Regions from separate parts of the Drosophila melanogaster genome. Here region 1 is linked to region 2. Evidence: chromatin contacts called from public Hi-C data. All regions are on one chromosome and are shown on one strand. Each heading gives the region's core, a stretch centred on a gene start, on an enhancer-like site or on the middle of the called end of the contact. The rest is flanking DNA. Distances are from core to core; before and after follow the strand shown.

What was found. A called contact is a pair of places that touch in the nucleus more often than the background predicts.
Region 1: a Hi-C map of the Kc167 cell line shows a contact between it and region 2, with 1.8 times the contacts expected there. The contact joins the promoter of CG14196 here to the promoter of CG15882 in region 2. A contact is called at or near these places in 15 of 107 Hi-C or Micro-C datasets (the D17-c3 cell line, the Kc167 cell line, the ML-DmBG3-c2 cell line and 6 more).

Annotation. Positions count from the first base shown.
Region 1 is chrX:19,240,556-19,244,020 of dm6, forward strand. CG14196 reads right to left here and starts at 1,285. Exons shown (of 5, transcript NM_133139.2): 1 at 758-1,285. CG7889 reads left to right here and starts at 3,076. Exons shown (of 3, transcript NM_133140.3): 1 at 3,076-3,256; 2 at 3,322-3,465. The coding sequence starts at 3,185.
Region 2 is chrX:19,122,870-19,126,232 of dm6, forward strand. It overlaps CG15882, which reads right to left and starts at 1,519. Exons shown (of 1, transcript NM_133120.3): 1 at 886-1,519. The coding sequence starts at 1,407. The coding sequence ends at 931. tgy (twiggy) reads right to left here. Exons shown (of 4, transcript NM_001298496.1): 3 at 3,137-3,363; 4 at 2,134-2,775. The coding sequence ends at 2,590.

The DNA.
Region 1 (3,465 bases), core at 35-2,534, 120 kb after region 2:
CTTTCCCGCCTTCGACTAGTTTTGGCATGCACTGAGAACGAAATCGTGGAGTTCTGAACTTAAATCAAATTAAAAGATGCATTTAAATCGATTGAATATCACTGCACTTAGATCTTTGCATTTCAAATGCAATTCAGAAAAACATTGGAATTTGTATTCAGAAATTCAGTACATTATAAGTGTATCTTATGCTTGCAAATATGAGTAACTTACACCTCAGATACACATCCATACATACATATGTATGTCTAATGTACTTAATGTTTTTCACAATGCAAATAGCATTTTTTAGATTTTTTATTTAATAATCAGGGTCTATACATGTATGTATCAAAAGCTGATAATGTAGCTTTACTTTTTATTCAAAGAATTTATTTAATTTGGTAGAAATTTGTTAAAATTCACTGGGTAAACGAAAAGTTATAGAGAAATGAGAAAGTTATCTATACGACGAGTATCTTTCAAGTCGCTGTGTTCTCATTAAGACATAAATTAAGAGTTTAGTTTGCGGTTTTTTAACTAACTTACAGAATGTTTTTGGCCACTTTCCGCCCTTATGTCACTCAACTCAAACGAGGGCTATAATAATCTGAAAACCAATCAGGTGTTTTGAACATCTGCTGATAGCAGGGCAAAAACAAAAACGATTCCAAAAGACGTCGGATGAACTCGTGCGAGGTGTGTGATGTGAACGTGTCGCACCCATCATATCCCATCGCGATTCCAATTCCCGATGCGATTCCGCCCACTTACTTACCTGTGCTCCGTACGTAGTATTCTAGTATTTGGTATTCCCAGTGGGATCCGCGTATAGTATCTCCTTGGCAAGTTCGCCAATTGGCAGCACAGTGCTTCCTGCGCCAGTGGTTTATGGCTTTTATTTTGGGTGCTGGTGCTGCTGCTGCGGCTGCTGCTAATGCTATTTATTTTTATACACCACGAGATGCACTCACTAGCGGACCAAACGACCAACCGAGTGACTGAATGACTGAAAGACCGACTGAATGGCCTGCATCTAATTGAGAGGCGCTATGTGGACTACGACTGAAGTTCAAGGTTGTAGCATTGATGGTTACCACAGGGAAGGCTCAAGGTTTGCCACTCCTTGCCTTAAATCACTGCGAATGCTCTATAGAGCTATATTCCCAAAATGCCACAAATTCCACGATGCCCGCGATATGATCCCGAAACCAAATCCGAAACCGAATCGAAAACCCAGCTAAAATCTCATTTGACGAGGGCTCGACGTAATCGCGGTACTTCCATCGCCGCCAGCTGCGAAAATCAACTAAACCGAATCTGAACAGAACCCAATTGCTATGGGCATGAGCCGAGAAAGCGCCGATGGGAAGATCGGATCGACTAACGCCAATCGATCGGCGCTACGTCCACGTAATAGCAGCGCCCACTGCTGTTGGCTAACAGGGCTGTTCGGGTTTCGACCATCCATTGACCTATGTATGTCTATCTGTCCATCCATCTACTCGTAGTAGTTCCTTCTTGGACGCGCCATCTAAAAACTACTGGCGGCTCCAACCTATCCATCACAAATTTCGGTTAACATGTGGTCTATACACACATAATATACACACGTAAATGCTACGGATTTGTTTCCGGTGTGGAGAACCCAAATGCCCAAAAGTGTGCAGCGATTTTGTAAGCCTTATCCATATACACAATCCCATTTGATTTATTGACCAAAATTATGAAATTATTATGAAATTATGACTTGGATTACTTTAATTTGCTTATTTGAATTTTATCTACCCAGCTTATAGTATAGAATAACTCATGATTGATGGTCCACTTGAGACGAAAGAGTATTCTATGCGAATTTTTTTTTTATGTAATATAAGCATTGCTTAACTATGTGTATTATATCTTGTCTCATAAGAAGTTCTTGTTACTTAAACATAATATATACTGTTTATTTAAATTTGATTTTCTATTAACATGATATAGTTAAGTTTTAAGTAAGTGCAGGTATATTACATAAATCTACAACTAAGCTTTTCTCGATTTTAATAAAAACTTTAATATAGCGTATCATAAAAATCACCTGTTAACGACATAAAAACTATTGATATACATTTTCATTCAACTAAAAAACTGCCATATCTAAGATATAAGTCACGCTTTGTAAAAATATTCGAGGTGGACAAAATTCATTTGAAAGGAAGTCTCTAGAGCCAAGTGCTTAGACGTTATGGGCGTAGAAACTGTAGCTATTTATAGAAGTTTTTCCGCTAAGCTAACGTGTTTTTCCAAAATTTGGTCATATTTAGTTGTTTAACAGAAAATATAATATTTTAGGTTTTCCAAATAACGTTTTGTTGCGGGAGAAAACCAAATCGACATAAACTCTCATTTTGAAAAATGGCCAATTACTTGTTTTGAAAATATATTTCAAACGGAGGTTTAACAAGACTTCGGTTTTTTTGTCAGTAGCAATTAAAACGCAACTGATGGGTCTCAGTTCCAATTTGTTGTACTTTTATCGGAACCATAAAATTTTGTACCTTTTGATGTATCACTCGTTATCTGCCAACTACAGCAGATTTTCGTTCCTTGTGTGTATACATACTTATATCTACATAGCACACTCTCCTGGTGCGCTTCGGCACTACGTGGACTGCCGTTCACAGTGATGTATTTAATAATAAAAAATATTTGTATGCCCGTTACTCGTAGAGTAAAAGAGTATACTATTCGTTGGTAATAGCTAGATGGTAGCGTTTCCAACCATAAAAATTACATATATTCTTGATCAGGACCAATAGCCGAATCGTTCTTTCGTGTGATAATTCTTTGTTTTATTTTTTTTTCCCAAAGTCTATAATATGCCATCAAAATAATTGAATTCCGCTAATGCATTTCCACTTGCTGAGTATCTGATAGTCGGGGAAGACGACTATAACATTCTAGATTGTTTTGTTATTAGGCAAAGATATTTATTATAGAGTATTTGTTTTGCCGTATCAATATTACTCGTAATATACTCTATATTGTTAGGTACTCGCCAAAGTTGGGAATACCCCATTTGTTTTTCCGTCAGAGAGTGTTTTTGGTAATTGGTCACACTGCTCTCCAAGTGCCGGGTACAATTCACGTTGTCACTTTCGTTCGTCTGGGAGTGGGTTTTCATATCGAGTAGCCGAGGAACTCGGAACTTGGAGCACGGAAAATGTCCAGAAAGTACGGCAAGCTGCAGCAGCAGTTCCTCTGTTGCTATCCGGTGAACAAGATGGCCTGGTCGGTGAGTAATCCATGTGATACATTATGACCCGGCCACCTGTTGAATCGATTTGGTGTCCATTGCAGTCGGTCACGCTGCCCCTCAGCTGGGAGGATCAGCAGGAGCTGTTAGCGGCCACCTGTGGCCACCCGATGAACCAGTGCTATCCTGTGCGTCGCAGCTACCTGGAGGCCTTCCTCAAGCACCTGCTACTCCTGCTCGGAGATCAG
Region 2 (3,363 bases), core at 269-2,768:
CGGGAAATAGGAGGCGTTGGCAGACAGTTGAAATTGCAAATTATGCTTATGGGAGGAACAGGGTGCCAAGGGGTAGGAGAAGGAGGAGCATTGAATCGGCGGCGGGGAGTCCACTGTCTGCGCTCTAATTATGCAAACTACCTGCTGTTACTCAATTAATCTTGATTACGTTTGTGTTATCCAAATACAATTATTTTGGTATTAATTACAGTGGCCAGGAGCCACCAACCACTGGCCACCCAGCCACTGGCCAAAATGGCAAGACCAGGCGGAGGACCACTTTTACGAGCGGAAATTGTCTGGGTCGCCGGGTAAAGCAATGTGGAGCACCGCCCCCACTCGCCAGATTGCCTTGGAAAATGCACACCACGCATTACGGCAAGTGTTTTAGTCCAATTTTTTCTCGGCATTTTAGGCAAAATTCGCATTTCCATTCTGATTCCACTGCCATTCGTATGCGATTCGCATTTGACGCGACTCTACCGACTTTTCCAAAGAAACACAAAATGTCGGCCGGTAGGTAGTCTAATTTCCTAATTAGCCCAGGGAATGTGAACTATTGGAATGCCAGTGTTTCACCCAAATTTTTTGGGGTGAGCCGCAGGGAGCGATGACCTTAATTAGCTGCCTGCGAGAATGAGACTTAAGTGCTCTGAAGTGGACTTATAGGGATAAGCCAATGAATAATTGTAATAGTGACCCACTGAACTGAAGTGGCTCCTCAGTTAATAAATTGAAAAGCATCAGCTTTAGGCCTAATTTGAGCCGAATATATTTCAAATACGTTCAAAACTAGCTGAATATTCATCAGTAATATATTGTAGTATGCGTGCGATGAACCTTGTTCTATAGAACTTTAAACTAAACTAGAGCCGGCGAGTGTTTGGATTTTTTAATTATTGTATTAAGTTAACATATGTAGAAGTTTTCTTATTCGGGGTGGTTGATAATATATTCGTAGACCAGGTGTGCACGATGCAGCGCCAGGCCCGTGATCACTCTCCTCACATCTTTGAGCTTCAACTTGGGTGCCCTACGGGAGCGGATCATGGTGGACACGACCACTGGTAGCCTGTTCCGGAGAGGGAGTGGTGATTGCATCATCATGAACGTTTTATGCACCACATTTTGCATCTGTAGGTTGATGACCTTCACGATCCGTGCCGCATAGTCCATACTCTGCTTTTGGGTTAGCGCTTCGGGATTATTGGGCGCTTTGGTCGCTTTGGGTACAACTGCCGCAGGCGGTGGATCTTCCTTCGAAACAGATTGACCCTCGAGGTTCTTTTCCTCGCCGGCAATGTCGACATCATTCGGGGTAGCCAATTCAGAGAGTGTGTCCTCACTGAGCAGCTCCTTCAAAGATAGTTTCTCCATATTCGCGAGTTCTTTGTTCATGTTCTCCATCCTTCTGGGTTTCGGCAGCAATCAATTTAGGGTTTTCCTCAGTATTCAATATTCCCAGAAGATTGAAAAGTTGGTTTTTTAATTTATTTCGCAATAGCTCACTTGAATCGTGTAGAAAGTAAAGGATAAAGTGAGAATCATTCAACGAATAGCTGATTAACTGGATCTAAAAGTCTGGGCATACTTAAATACCAATTAGTGTGCCCGCATGTGTAAAAAAAAATTCGAATAGGAACAGAGCTTTTGCAAAGAACACTTGACTGTACTCAATACAATGCTAAAATAATTTAAAAAAAACTATACACATTCTGTTATAAATAATATGCTCTATGATCATTTTTATTTCCAGTATTAAAAGTTAAGTAATTCGATTTTTCGAATCGAGTGTTTTATATAATAATCCACATATTTAATGTCAGCAGTAGTAAAATCACTCTTTTGATCATTTGCCTTAAAGTAACAAATATGTACTTGCTTTTCGATTTCTAGTACTAGTGTTGCACAATGACGTTAAAAGGTGTTACCAGGGTTTGAAACAAGTTGCGGTAAGTTAAGCCACTCAACGCCACGTGGCCATTATTATTTCATTTACTCATTGTAGATTGTTGAAAACTGTACAAGAAGTATAACCATTTCATACGCCTTAGGCTTCTAAAGAAAACTGTTTATTTTCCTTGCGTACATATGTTGTAAAGCCAATCATTTATAGAGTTTAAGATTATTATGGCATAACAAAGTTCAAGCTGGCAACTCTAATTTGTACCATTCAACAGATCAGAGATTGCAGTCATTTCGTACGTACACTTACAATGTTAATAGTGCAGCCATACCATTATAGTTGCGACTAATTCATTTTTCTAGATATGCAACTTTTTGAAATCCTCATTGGAAATCAAGAGTAAATGTCCACCCAGTAGCCCTCCATTATCCTTTTAATGCCTTCGTGTGGCCCGTCTGCCACGAGCTGCTCAATAATAAATACATGAATAGATAAACTAGGACGTGGATCGGGCAAGGACAAGGAGTCGCAACAGGACAGCATCTGGCAGCCTTGGCACGTTCGCCTTGTGCCCATAATATATTAAATACACGATAAGCACACACAAAAAAAAAAGGATGGAAAATATGTAGATATGGACTTGAGATTGCTGCTGCTGAAGTGGCAGAATGGCTGGCTCCTGCCTAGGACACCGGATTGTCGCTCTCGGGGATGACCAGCTCCTCCTCCCGGATCTTCTTGGGCAGCCGTTCCGCCACCTGCGCCCTTCCGGAGAGCTGGAACTGGTAGTTGAAGTAGTCGTACACGTACAGCTGCTTGCTGTGCACATAGTGAAAGGCCACCGGGTACTCCGACAGGCAGTCCATGCACTGCAAGAATACGAAGATAGTTTAGATAATAATCAAAAGAGGACAAGGAATGCGAATACGAAGGTGGAAAAACTATACGTTGAGGCTTGAATATCAAAGATAAAATGCCTCCTCACGCGGTTATAAGCCAGTGACGAACGCACCTTACCACCACCTTTCTGGTAACGAAGAATGATGATTACGTTCGACTAAATAATATGAGTGCTTGGCAAAATATGGCGTTGTCTTTGTGACACTTGAGTTTATTTTCTATTTTGCTGGATTGTTAAAAGGTACTGGATGGGTAAGCTGTGCATTCATTCATATATCTACATACATACAAACGTACTTTTAGTAGGGTGCTAAATGCATCCAAACTCACCGATCTCGGATTGTAGTAGGCGTACTTGTACAACCAAAAGTCCATGCCAACGTTGCCCGAGAGAAGGGCTCCATAAGGAGCTATGGGATAGAAGCGGTTGCGCAGCTGCTCGTCCCTGGAATCACCCGCCTTCACGCCCAGGTTGAACAGGCACTTGCCCATCTCGACGTCCTCGGCGTGATCGTCCTCCTGGCGACACTTGGTGGTGTCGTTGACGCCCTCGGCGA